3 separate regions of the Danio rerio genome follow, and regions 1 and 2 are each linked to region 3. The links are chromatin contacts, called in public Hi-C and HiCAR-type maps. All regions are on one chromosome and are shown on one strand. Each heading gives the region's core, a stretch centred on a gene start, on an enhancer-like site or on the middle of the called end of the contact. The rest is flanking DNA. Distances are from core to core; before and after follow the strand shown.

Region 1 (4,443 bases), core at 1,441-3,940, 190 kb after region 3:
TTAGATACTAGTACCTATTAAATAGACACTAGTACTTATGTATTGGATACTAGTACTCATTCATTAGATACTAGTACCTATTTAATAGACACTATGTCTTATTTATCAAATACTAGTACTTATTTTAATAGTGACTAGTAACTATTCTGTTGTTACTAGTAACACCTAAAAAATTCAATTGATTTCTATGAGATCTGTCATGGAGATATCAACTATTCGGTGTTGACTAGTATTTATTCCAGCTAAGACTAGTACATATATTTATGTACTAGTAGCTAATCATTAGGTACAAGTATGCATTAACTAATAGATAATAGTACTTAAATATTAGATACTAGTACTTATTATAAAAAAAGATAATGCTACTTATTTAAAGATACTAGAAAACATTTTTTAAATACTAGTACTTGTTTGAAATGTTACTAATAATTTTTTTACAAGTTAAATGTTTAATTGAACTTCCATATGGACTAGTTATAACATTAGAATAAAAAAAGGCAGAACTGACTAGTAAAATAAGAATTGTTACAAGTAATAATAATAAAAGATACTAGTGTCTAACAAATAAATATTAGTACTAATGAAAAATTACTAGTATCTACTTAATAACTACTAGTATCTAAAAAAAATGGTACCAGTAACTATTTAATAAGTACTAATATATAATGATTAAGTACTAGTACCTATTATATAGACACTAGTATCTAATGATTAAGTACTAGTACCTATTATATAGACACTAGTATCTAATGATTAATTACTAGTACTTTTAATTACATACTAGTACCATTTCATTGACGTCCCAATATATGTACTAGTCCCAGCTGGAATACATACTAGTGAACACTGAGTAGTTGATATCTCATTGACTTATCCCATAGAAATCAATGGACACATTTTTACATTTGTTACTAGTAACAACATAATTACTAGCCACTATTAAAATAAGTACTAGTATTTAAAAAAATAGGAACTAGAAATGATTGAATAAATACTAGTACCTATTTAATAGGTACTAATATTTAATGAATAAGAACAAATGTCTATTGTGTAAGCGCTAGTATATTAAAAAAAAAAACTCAAAATGATCTAATGAATAAGTACTAGTACTTAATGAAAAAGATACTAGTATCTAAAAAAAAAAGTTCTAGTAACAGGAAAATAGATACTAGTAGTATGGGGGGTTATAGATTACATGTCAAAACGGCATGCCATACTATTTGTCCACTCGGTTGATTTATTTGAGGGAAGGGTCTATATATGGGTTAATGAATGGGATTTTGTGATTTTTTTAATTTATTATAATGTGAAAGGAGACAACGGAAAAATAATAGAGTGCAGCAGCTTTGGTTTCTGCTCTGATAGCAATAAAACTGCACCAAACTCAAATTTTATGTTAGCATCAGGGCTAAACTTTAATTTAAGATGGCAGTTCAAGACTACTTTTGGGGTTGTTTGAACAGTCAATTACATGAGCATTTACATTATGCTAGCGATCAAATGTGCTTTAAAGCTCAAAAAGTGTTTACACATGAATGTAGCATTATTCACTTCTGATGGTTAACAATAACAAAAAAAGACCTCAATAACGCATGCAGATTTGATAAGCATACCGAGTTAACTCTTAACACAAAAAATGTGATTTTAATATTGAAGATAAGGGTGTTTAGTAGTTCAATACCTCCAGTTCCATCTCCTCTAGTGAAATCTCCTCCCTGGATCATGAAATCTTTAATCACCCGATGAAACTTGCTGCCCTTGTAACCAAATCCTTTCTGGAAATCAGAATTGAATCCATTTAGCCTCATTTTACTATGAATCATAAACATTAGCCTCCAGTGGAAGGAAAAAAAACCTCACCTCTCCTGTGGCCAGCTGAAGGAAATTTTCTGTGGTTTTAGGCACGGTCTTTCCAAAAAGTCCAATGACAATCCGTCCGGCATCCTCATCTCCAATCTTGATGTCGAAGTACACCTGGAAAAACCCCAAAATCAAATCCAGAGTCACGCCAGAACATCTGCAGCTGCATTATGGTGAATTCACCTCACGACACAAGGAGGCCAAAAAAACACAATTACATCGCTAGACTTTAGAAATTACAATTGATAAACATTGAATAACTCATTTTAAATTAAATTACCAAACATTAGTGGTGCTATTAGCCTTATAATCACTTATACACTATATTTTACACACACAAAAAAAACATCTTTAGTATAGGAAAGTAAGAATAAAATCATTCAGATGTGTAGCAAGCAAATATAAACACGCTACATGTGGAATCTTGGTGTGAACGCAACATTTAACGCTACATTTGGATTGCAATTCGAATCGTATGAGGATCATTTGCAGGCATTAGGCCGGTGCAGCGCTGCAGTGAATGCCTCTGTATACCTTAGCCGTGACTTTGGGTCCTTTTTTCTTCTCATCCGCCTCCGTTTCACTCGGGAAAAGGAGGAAAACCACCGAGCCAACGATCAATGTGACTGCCACCAAAAACTTCATCCTCCTCTCGCAGATCCGCACCATGAAAACCCGAAAAAAAGTGTGTGTGTGGCGATGACTGTGTGTTAAGGTTTCTGGGGCATCCGGGGAGGAGATTCGAGCTGCGGCCACACTTCTGTCTCAAACCCGAGCTTGCTATGACCTGATCCAGGAACGGTGGAGCTTATTGGGATCACGTAGGCAGTGTGTTTCACAAACTGGTCTGAGAACAGGAGCTGGCAGCGCATTTTGTTCTGTATGACGTGTCGTGATTTTAAGAACGCTGATTGGATAAGCGTTTGTCTGTTAAGGGTTTAGGAGCCAATCAGATTTTGAAACGCGTAACGAATGGACGGAGCCACAGCGGCTCCGGGAGACGCATCAGCGTTGAGGATTGTTGTTTGAAGGGATACAGCTGCGGCCGGAAGTTAACGAGAAACTTCCCAATGGTTTTGGATGAAAACATATATTTTATTTACATCTACCCCGAAACCAACCGTCATGATAATGTAAAAACAGTAATTATACCGAGTGTTATTCATATTACTTATCAAAATATACAATAAATTGAATTTTAATAACGTCCACCTCAACCCCAATCCTAACAGTAATGTAAGAATATTCACTATCGTGGTGTCACAATAATTCTAATATTTACGTGAGTATTCACAGCTGTATCCCATCTAGACTTAGACGCAGCATGCGCGGAAACACAAAAGGTAATTACATGAATTTAGCAAATATTGAATTACAAAGACAAAAAGCAAGTAACTAATACAACCACTTCTTTATAAAACAAATAAACCGTCGAATGATGTGTAAACACAATGTTTTAATCAATAAAGATCAACAGTAAGGCTTTAGTCGTACAAAAATAAGTTCCTTACGTTTGAGAAGGATTTTGGTTGTGTGATACAGTTAATACAATGCAAATACAATATTCGAGACTTAAATATGTTTGTTTATTTTAATTTATTTCCACACACAGACACACACACACACAAAGCATTTAAATGACAAAGTTAATTTAAGCTTCTAGAAGGTTTAAAGTGCTCAGTCTAGACCCAAAGTACTGCATGAAGATGTCAGGGTGTCCTTTATAAAACTGGCCCAGGAGTCGTTTCTTCTCTTTCAGGGAATACTTGGTGTTTTCATCAATGTTTTTCAGGAGGAGGTACAGCTCATTCTTAGTTGAGTCCTTTATGGTCTCCGTGTACACATCTCTCGGCACTTGCTGACAAAATGGGATTTCTAGTGTATTCAGAGAAAGAAAATAGTTAAAATCTTTAGGTTAAATAATAATAATGTAAACAAGACTCTTAACTTTTAAACGTTGCTTTGAAATTAATACAAATTGTTTAAAATTATGTTAAAGCGGAGAAAGTAAAACGAACCACTAAAATCACATTATTAAAATGTAAATAACTCAAAGCAAAAAAAAAAAAACGGTAACAAATTGAGAAAACCATCAAGACAACCGACTGCTTCCTGTTTAGAGTCGACTATGCTGTTTGAAATCTAACATATATTCAGCATCCTGGTTAAACCCTTGCATGTTGTTTACATTGTTCATATTTTTTTACAATTCATGCACAATTTACGTTAAATGATCCACTGATTCTATACAAGCAGCAGCCGGTTTGTCGATTTTGCAGTCCCCAACACATGTTCTTTATGTCGACACTATTTGCAGCACATTTCTATTTTTGCTTGTGTTGTGTGAATTTGCGTGCATGTGTTGTAAAATTAAAGATGGTTAGATTAATTAACTTACAGGGCATTTGCGTTTTCTTAGCCACCTTTACATATAAACAAAGTACTCAATTATATATCCTACCAGTAGCAGAATCTCTCCGTTTTACAATGTCATCCAGTTTCTCACTGACCAGCTTGTGAAGAGACCCTGGAATCTAATAAAAGATTAAACGAAATTAACGAATTAAAGCAGAGACTACTGAT
Region 2 (4,247 bases), core at 435-2,934, 170 kb before region 3:
TCAAGCTAGCTCACCCACTCTTACACATTAAAAGCGCATGAAAGCAGGCAGTTGTGAGAGATTTTTCTCATTAGTCTCTTTTGGTCTGGTAAACTTAAACAATAAAAGCTGGTAAAGGCTCAATTTTAAAACAGGTTTCATATTTCACCAATAGATTTGTATACTTAGGATGTCTACAAGTAGATATTCATATATCAATTCAATTCATCATAATTTCTGTAGCACTTTTACAATGTAGATTGTCAAAGCAGCTTAACATAGAAGTTCTGGTAAATTGAAACTGTGTCGGTCCAGTTGAAGATCAGTTTAGTTCAGTTCATTTATTTATTTTTTGACATAATCCCTTTATTAATCTGAGGTTGCCACAGCGGAATGAATCATCAACTGATCCAGCACATGTTTACGCAGCGGATGCCCTTCCAGCTGCAACCCATCACTGGGAAACACACATACACTATGGACAATTATAGCTTACCTAATTCACCTAATTAGATTACCTGATTCATGTATTTGGACTGTGGGGAAACTAGAGCACCTGGAGGAAACCCACGCGAACGCTAAGGGAACGTGCAAACTCCACACAGAAATGCCAAGTTCGGATCAGTGACCTTCTTGCTGTGAGGCGACAGCACTACCTGCTGTCACTGTGTCACCTAGTTCAGTGTGGTTTCATTTTCACTGCTGAAAGTCCAAACACTGAAGAGCAAATCCAACGATGCGCAGCTCCACAAGTCCTAAACCAAGCAAGCCAGTGGCGAGGAGCAAACTTCACCAATCAACGAAAGTGAAGGAAAAAAAAATCGAGAAAAATCAGGCTCAGTTGGGCAAAACCATTTCTTTCAGGAATCAGTCTCATGCTCTCTATTCCTCAATGGCCACCACAGCATCAGCTCAGGATACGGCCTGGTCCAGGATTATGGATACCTTGGCATCATCTCTTTACAGTTCTTGGATCATATCAATGGTGCTGCACAATCTCTAGAGCCCTCTGGATGAGGATCCCCAGGTGGAAAAAGAGAATAACACATCACAGAAATTAACTTCCTCTTATCAGAGCGTGATTTTCGAAAACGTACATCATGGGTCTTACACCTGATTCCTGGAGGGCCGCCGCTCTGTACAGTTTTGTTCCAACTCTAATTAAACTAATCAAGGTGTTTAAGGCTACTACACTATTAAGCAGGTGTGAGATGGAGATGGTGGAAGCTAAACTATGCAGAGCTGCAGCCCTCCAGGAATTGAGTTTGAGACCATTGAAGTACACAATTTTTAACCTTCATTTTCAAACATTTTTACACTTATTAGAATATTGCCGTTTCAATAAAAACGCTATAACGTTTAACAACAAATTGATATAAATAAAAGGCATTTTTAGGTAGTTTTAGAAGTCGTAGTCCCATGAAATTAAAATATTTCAATATCAAACATTGAATTACAAAAAAACACTTCATGGGACCTTTAATGTTAAAATATGTTTTGAAAAAATAAAATTAATGTTGCAACTGATATTCTATGTAGAAAACCAAATAAAAGAAATTTGAAATATAAATTAAATAAATGATAGTCAAGCCAATCTGCTAGCGCATCCGCTTACCCTCAAAAAACTGAGCCAATCAGATGGCTGAACGTAAGACACGTGACTCATCCTGGAAGTGAACCCAGAGTGGACGCGCTTCTCGCCGCAGTGAATTTCTTCAGCGGAGTCGGAGCCGCAACAGTGAACAGGCATTGCTATCCCAGGCTTTAGGTATGAAAATTGTAATATTCTACAATTTTTTACATTCTTCACATCATGTTTATGATAATCCCAAACATTTGATGCGTGTAAGAGACGCTGAGCCGGCGTAAGGTGAATTAAACGAAGGCTAATTTTAAATGATATGAAAAGTTGCTGCTTCATGCTGTTATGCAGCTGCTAATGCTAAAGCTAAACACATTCATACAGGAGAAACTGATAGAAGCGCTACAGTTCACCTTTATATTCCAGCACATTTAATATTAAAGTAGTTTTTATTGGTAATTTAATGTATTCGTTATGCTTCATTTGTGTTTGTGTGGAATTTTGCTATTTTCAGCTACTTTCTGTTTCATTTTGTTGCTCAATGAGTGTTTAAGCGCCTTAGATAGTGACAGCAGCACAACAAATATTTTTAACTGAAATAAACTGATATATTTATTAATTATAATGTGTTTTAACTATTAATGTTGAGCATATTTTTCTTGTTTTGCACTATGTTTTATGTATTCATATATGTATTGACAGCAACACAAATACATTACTGATTAATTAATTAATTTTGTAATCTGTTTGCAGGATTTATTTTATTTAGGGCACTATGGTAAGTAACAATTTATTTCTTAATTTTTAATGCGTTTTATTGATTAACAACATTCATAATCATAATTTTTGCTTTATTTTTACAGTCTCGGAGATATGATTCAAGAACGACCATCTTTTCCCCAGAGGGTGAGGGTCTTTATAGGCTGTTTGGTTAAATTATTGTGCGTTTTATTGTTCTGAATGTTGATTATTATTGTTTTAATTATGTTTTGCAGGGCGTCTGTATCAGGTAGAATATGCCATGGAGGCCATCGGGCACGCTGGCACCTGTCTGGGCATCTTGGCCAATGACGGTGTGCTGCTGGCTGCGGAGCGAAGGAACATCCACAAACTGCTGGACGAGGTTTTCTTCTCCGAGAAGATTTACAAACTCAACGAGTGAGTCTTGGGTTTTTTTTTTTTTTTCATATGAGATTTTGAGCATTTGTTTGACTTGAGTATCTTTTACATTGTTAAATGAACACAAATAACCTCCTAGCATTTGAATTTCTCAGTAATAGTTTTGTAAATGAAGATAAATTAATAAAATGTATTATTATTTCTTGTATTGGCGGAATAGCTTTGAAATTAAAGGTGTAGATTTATTTGTTTATTTATTTATTTATTTGTAGACTGATCTATTTATTATTATTATTATTATTTAATCCAAAGCCACTTGATTACAAATGTGGAAGGCACTGTGCAAATGATCATAAAGAGGCAATACACATAAGAAGTGCTACTAATACAAAGATTCTGACATGGTTAGGAAAATAAAAGCTTGGTTTTTTTGTGTGTTTGGGTATTTTTTTGTAAATCTTTTTGGCCTAGTTTTAGGATATAAGCTTGAAATTTATTTCAGTTTGTTTTTAAGTTATTTTAATATGTTTTTGATTAGTTTTAGCTTCTTTTTTTGTCATTTTGCAATATGCACTTGTCATTTTTATTTTTTTATTTTGGGTCTAGTATTTAAAATGTGCTTCAGTTTGTTACTTTTTTAAACTTTTTTTTTAACCTTTGAGGCTGAAATTTTATCTGTGTTAGTCAGTAGTTTTTTCTTATATTTATGCGTTTAAGTATTAGAAATTTTTACTACTTGTACTTTTCGATTTAATTCAAATAGTTATCAATTCTAATTTGACCTTGTTTTTCGTTCAATTTTGATTTATTTCTATTTCTGTGTATGGTCATTGTTAGGTTTTGGTAAAATGTAATGCTTTTTCAGTTAGCTATAAAAGCTTATTTTTAGTTTGCTTTAAAGTTTTCATCAAACATTTATGTCATTTCAGCTTTACTTTAAATGTTTTTAGTCATAAAGTAAGGCATAATGTACATGTAGCCCGTTGTTCTAGCAGAATAAAGCCTGACAGGTTTTTCAGCAGCTGTTGCATAAGACTGAATTGATTAATTCTGCGTAAAGACCTGTCTAGATGTGCATTATCCCACTTGTTTCATGACTTCTTGCCACAAAACTGAACTAAATTAGACATAAAACACTGATCTGAGTTGTAATAATTTACTAAGTCTTTAGTTAGACGTAAAGCATGTAGAAATAAAAACATCTGAATGCAGGCTGTGCTCATTATCCAGGCACAAGATGGCGACAAAAAAGCATGTAAAAAATTTAGGTTATAATGGCTATAGTTGTGTATAAGTCCTATATTTTATCTTTAATAGGAATAACAAAAAATCGATTAAAAGTTAAAAATAGCTTTCAATGTATAATCTCGTATATATTTCCCGCTGGTTTGTGTCTTATTTTTATTATATTTTTTTTACTTTTTTTTTCTTTGTTTAAAATGTGCATAATGTACCACCATTTCTGTATTTTTTCTGATGTTATAAGTTTCAATTCAAAGTTGCTGCAATCTTTATTGTTAACTGGTTTTTGAAATCAATAAAAAAACTGATTATAAGATAGAGGTGT
Region 3 (3,970 bases), core at 582-3,081:
CCTAGACCTACAGCACGTCATTATTTTGGCAAGTACGATGCTATCCTGGATTAACATCTATATTATATTTGTTGGAAAATGTAATCCATACTTATTCCATACCCAACTATAACTAAATTATTCTTAAAATCAGGGGGGAATAGTTGGATAAAAACCATAAAGAAGAAGTGCATACACCTAGCAAACTGTAAACGTATCCTTTAAATCTGATTGTCTGATTGGGATGTTGTTTCAGGATCACATGTTAATCATGTCCTACTTGGTGAAATCAGGTTGGTGTAGACCTACAGTAGCCCTACACTAACTTTAACATTGCCCTTTCTCATACAGTAAGTGACGTTTGTTTTTATTACCTAATATCTTAAAATAAACCTACGTCAAATCTTCTCTAATGGTTGTTTTTATCTTTTCCTAACATTTTGTTAGCACAGAACGGACATTTTTAATGGCTAGCTGGACGTTATTGTCGTTATTGTCTGTTTCACCTCGTTATACAGTACTTACCTGGTTTGTGATTTACACTGTTTACCTAGTAAAATTGTTTATGTGAAAAAAGTACGTTAACCTCAATCAGGATTTAAAAGACGTTAAACTTTGACCTTTTTTTTTGTTTGTTTACATCTAACGTTACAGCTGCCATCTACAACCTTTTTACTACTCCATTTCTACTCACTTATTTCTACTTACCAAATACTAAGTTCAGGTAACCGTTCATCGGTTCTTGTTGTCTTTCAAAAAAAAAAATTGACAATGTTTTCACCATATCTTGCAGGTAGAAATCAGTGTAAAAGTGTTCACTCACGCATGCGCGCTCCCCTGACCCTGTCCACTTCAGCACTGCGTAAACGGGTCACGTGATTACGTCCCCGCTCTAGATCAGATACGGCCGGAAGTTAACGAGAATTATTTATATTATTTTAATTTCCCATTGATTGTATTTTATTAACGTCTACCCCAACCCTAAATCCAACCGTCAGAGTAATGTAAAAACAGTAGTTATACCGAGTATTATTTATGTTATCTATTAAACTACCCAGTAAACTGTATTTTCAACGTCTACTCCTAAACCCAACCGTCACAGTACTTTAAAAATATTAATTATTGTTATACAGTGTTATAAAAATGATGCTATATTGATGCGCGTGTCCGCAGCTGTATCCTATCCACCCTCTCCGCAGCTGTATCCCGTCTAGACTCTCCGCTCCACCTTTTTAAAAGCAAATTAACATAACGTCCTTGTAAGGTTTTTCTTAGCAAAAAAGTACATTCAGTGCGTTGTTTTTGGTTGTAATATGTTAAAATCAACGCATATAGCTAAATGTTCTCTAATGTTTTTATTTTATTTTATTTGTTTTGCTAACATTTTGCTAGCGTTCCCAGAACGTTCCTGGAATGATGGTTAGCTCAGCTGGAAGTTGTTATTGTCATTATTTCACCTTGTTATACCCTTGTTTTTAATCACACTTTTTACCTAGTAAAATTATGTTTATGGAAGATTATGGCTTTTTACCAAGATTTAAAATATGCTAATCTTGGTTACGTCCAGTGTGTAAACTGTATTCTTTTACATTTGAGGAAGATATCTTTTATATTTGAAGCTGTCATCTACACCTTTTTTATTGTTCCACCTCCATTCAACATCTCTGATATTTCACACAGTAACCCAACTAACGTTTACAACAACGTTCTGGTAACATTCTTCATTGGTTTTTGTTTTTATAGCCAATAAACTTAACCTTCATTTTTTTCACCGTATGCAGGTAGCAATCAGTGCTCGCTCACGCATGCGCGCGCCCAGGCCCTGTCCGCTTCAGCAGGGTCACGTGACTCAGTCTCCGCTCTCCGCCGCTCCGCATCATCAGCAGCAGAGATGTCCGCGAGCTCCGCGTTCAGCGATGAAAAGGGAGGCTCTTCCAGCGAGCCCGAGTACGGCCACGACCCGGCAAGCGGGGGCATCTTCTCCTCCGACTATAAAAGGTGAGACACGCCGAGTCCGCCCGGTGATCGCTCGCCTCCGGGAACGGCCCACCGGAGCATTTACCGTCAGAAAATCTCAGACGGGGTGATGTGCGCATGCGCGGATGAACGAATGAATGCTATGGAAAAACAAAGAGATGATGATGAACACGATGAAAGTGTGTGATGATTTCGTGTGATTGGAGTGTGTGTGGGTGTGTGTTATGCGTGTGTTCGTGCTTCAGCACCGGTTGGTGGACAGCGCTCAGGTCCTATGATGACTTCTGTGCTGTTTTACACCTGTTTTAGTCGTTTATTTGCTGAAATGGTTGGTCTTCACAGTTAATAGTGATTTGCAGTGATTTATCTTGGTTTTATATTTACAAATATAGCCCTGTAATCTTTATCTCTCGCTATGCAGTCTTTAGAGTTGCTAGCATCATGCTTACTAGCACAGCTACCTCTCTTCGCTAACCCCGGGTCAACCTTTTTTTAACCAAATATGAACGTTCTTATAACATTCTCCATTGGCTCTTGTTTTATTTAATCTAAAAGTACCAAATACGTTGCCTTTTGGTTGTTATATCTTAAAATAAACCTACGTGAAGTGTTCTCCAATGGTTGTTTTTTTTTGTTTTGGTTTTTAACATTTGTTAGCATTCCCAGAACATTCCAGTAATGATAAATTGTTAGCTGGCAGTTGTTTTTGTTTTTATTTTGCATATTGTTTCTTCTACATTCAACATATCTACTGGATTTTTAACATGCTAACCCTGGGTTAAGGTTTTTGGAACTACATAATAACGTTGTGTTATTGTTCTTTATAGTTTTTTTCATAGCTAAAATGTAACCTTTAAAGTGAAGCAGATATTTAGGCTTAATGTTTATACCTGTAAATTAACTTTCCCAAAATGTTCAAGGAATCAAAATCTTTTTGTTTGTATTTATGTTTCACATTGTTGTACTTAATCCTTTTTTTTAATTCACACTGTTTACCTTCGGGAAGCATTTGGAAGCACAAATTCACAGTGTGAAATGCTGTTTAACAGGGATAAAAGTAACCTTAACCCGGGATTAAAAAAAAACATGAAGTGTGAACTATTCTACTTCTACTTTTACGTACATCTGAGGCTGGGTTTACATAGATGTAGACATCAACAGTACATCAACTTCTTCCTCCACTTTCATTTCGTGTCTGTCTCTTGTAAGGAACTGAAGATTACATCTAAGAAATTGCTATCAGTATTGCCGGATGCTCATTCTTTGAGTGTGGCTTTATTTGTAGCGCTTTAGATCAGTGTGATCTGTAGAGAAAAGCTTTGTTAGCTCTTTTCCTATAGCTGATGGTTTCAGACTTTATTTGTTGAAATTGTGATCCTAAAATAATTTATGTAATTGTGTTTATAATTTTAAATACGTGATTTTGAAAGCTTGGATTTAGTGTTGTTTACTACCTAAAATTAACTTAATGTAAAATAATTAACAATGCATATTACATATGTTAGAGAGCCAGTTAGCGAAGTGCTATGCAGGTGAACCTCACTCCTCTGATCAACGGCGTAGGTTTGCATTTGACATTGGTGGGGACGGTTAAATCAAACAACCCCCAGCCCCCACTCCCCACGAATGAATATCATTTTATATATATACAGTCTGAGGGTGAAGCAGTGGCGCAGTAGGGTAGTGCTGTCGCATCACATCAAGAAGGTCGCTGGGTCGCCGGTAAGTTGGCGTTTCTGTGTGGAGTTTGCATGTTCTCTCTGCGTTTGAGTGGGTTTCGTCCGGGTGCTCCGGTTTTCCCCACAGTCCAAAGACATGCAGGGTGTTTCCCAGAGATGGGTTGCGGGTGGAAGGGCATCCGCTGCGTAAAAACTTGCTGGATAAGTTGGTGGTTCATTCCGCTGTGGCGACCCCGGATTAATAAAGGGACTAAGCCGACAAGAAAATGAATGAATGAATATATACAGTGCTGCTATTAAATATTTAACTGCTATTAAAGTACATTAATAGTTAA

What was found. A called contact is a pair of places that touch in the nucleus more often than the background predicts. HiCAR-type assays count read pairs that join an accessible place to other places.
Region 1: a HiCAR-type map of caudal fin shows a contact between it and region 3, with 5 times the contacts expected there. The contact joins the promoter of ppib here to the promoter of ap3b2 in region 3. A contact is called at or near these places in 3 of 18 Hi-C or Micro-C datasets (caudal fin, hematopoietic stem cells and an unstated tissue) and 1 of 4 datasets of contacts at active chromatin or transcription factors (caudal fin).
Region 2: a Hi-C map of embryo shows a contact between it and region 3, with 2.2 times the contacts expected there. The contact joins the promoter of psma4 here to the promoter of ap3b2 in region 3. A contact is called at or near these places in 3 of 18 Hi-C or Micro-C datasets (caudal fin, embryo and an unstated tissue).

The regions. Positions count from the first base shown.
Region 1 is chr25:6,592,229-6,596,671 of GRCz12tu, reverse strand. ppib (peptidylprolyl isomerase B (cyclophilin B)) reads right to left here and starts at 2,690. Exons shown (of 5, transcript NM_213019.1): 1 at 2,395-2,690; 2 at 1,861-1,974; 3 at 1,682-1,775. The coding sequence starts at 2,529. depdc7b (DEP domain containing 7, paralog b) reads right to left here. Exons shown (of 9, transcript XM_684969.8): 8 at 4,322-4,394; 9 at 3,283-3,735. The coding sequence ends at 3,512.
Region 2 is chr25:6,943,610-6,947,856 of GRCz12tu, reverse strand. It overlaps psma4 (proteasome 20S subunit alpha 4), which reads left to right and starts at 1,684. Exons shown (of 9, transcript NM_214697.1): 1 at 1,684-1,747; 2 at 2,315-2,339; 3 at 2,425-2,467; 4 at 2,557-2,719. The coding sequence starts at 2,337.
Region 3 is chr25:6,776,957-6,780,926 of GRCz12tu, reverse strand. ap3b2 (adaptor related protein complex 3 subunit beta 2) reads left to right here and starts at 1,831. Exons shown (of 28, transcript XR_012400188.1): 1 at 1,831-1,977.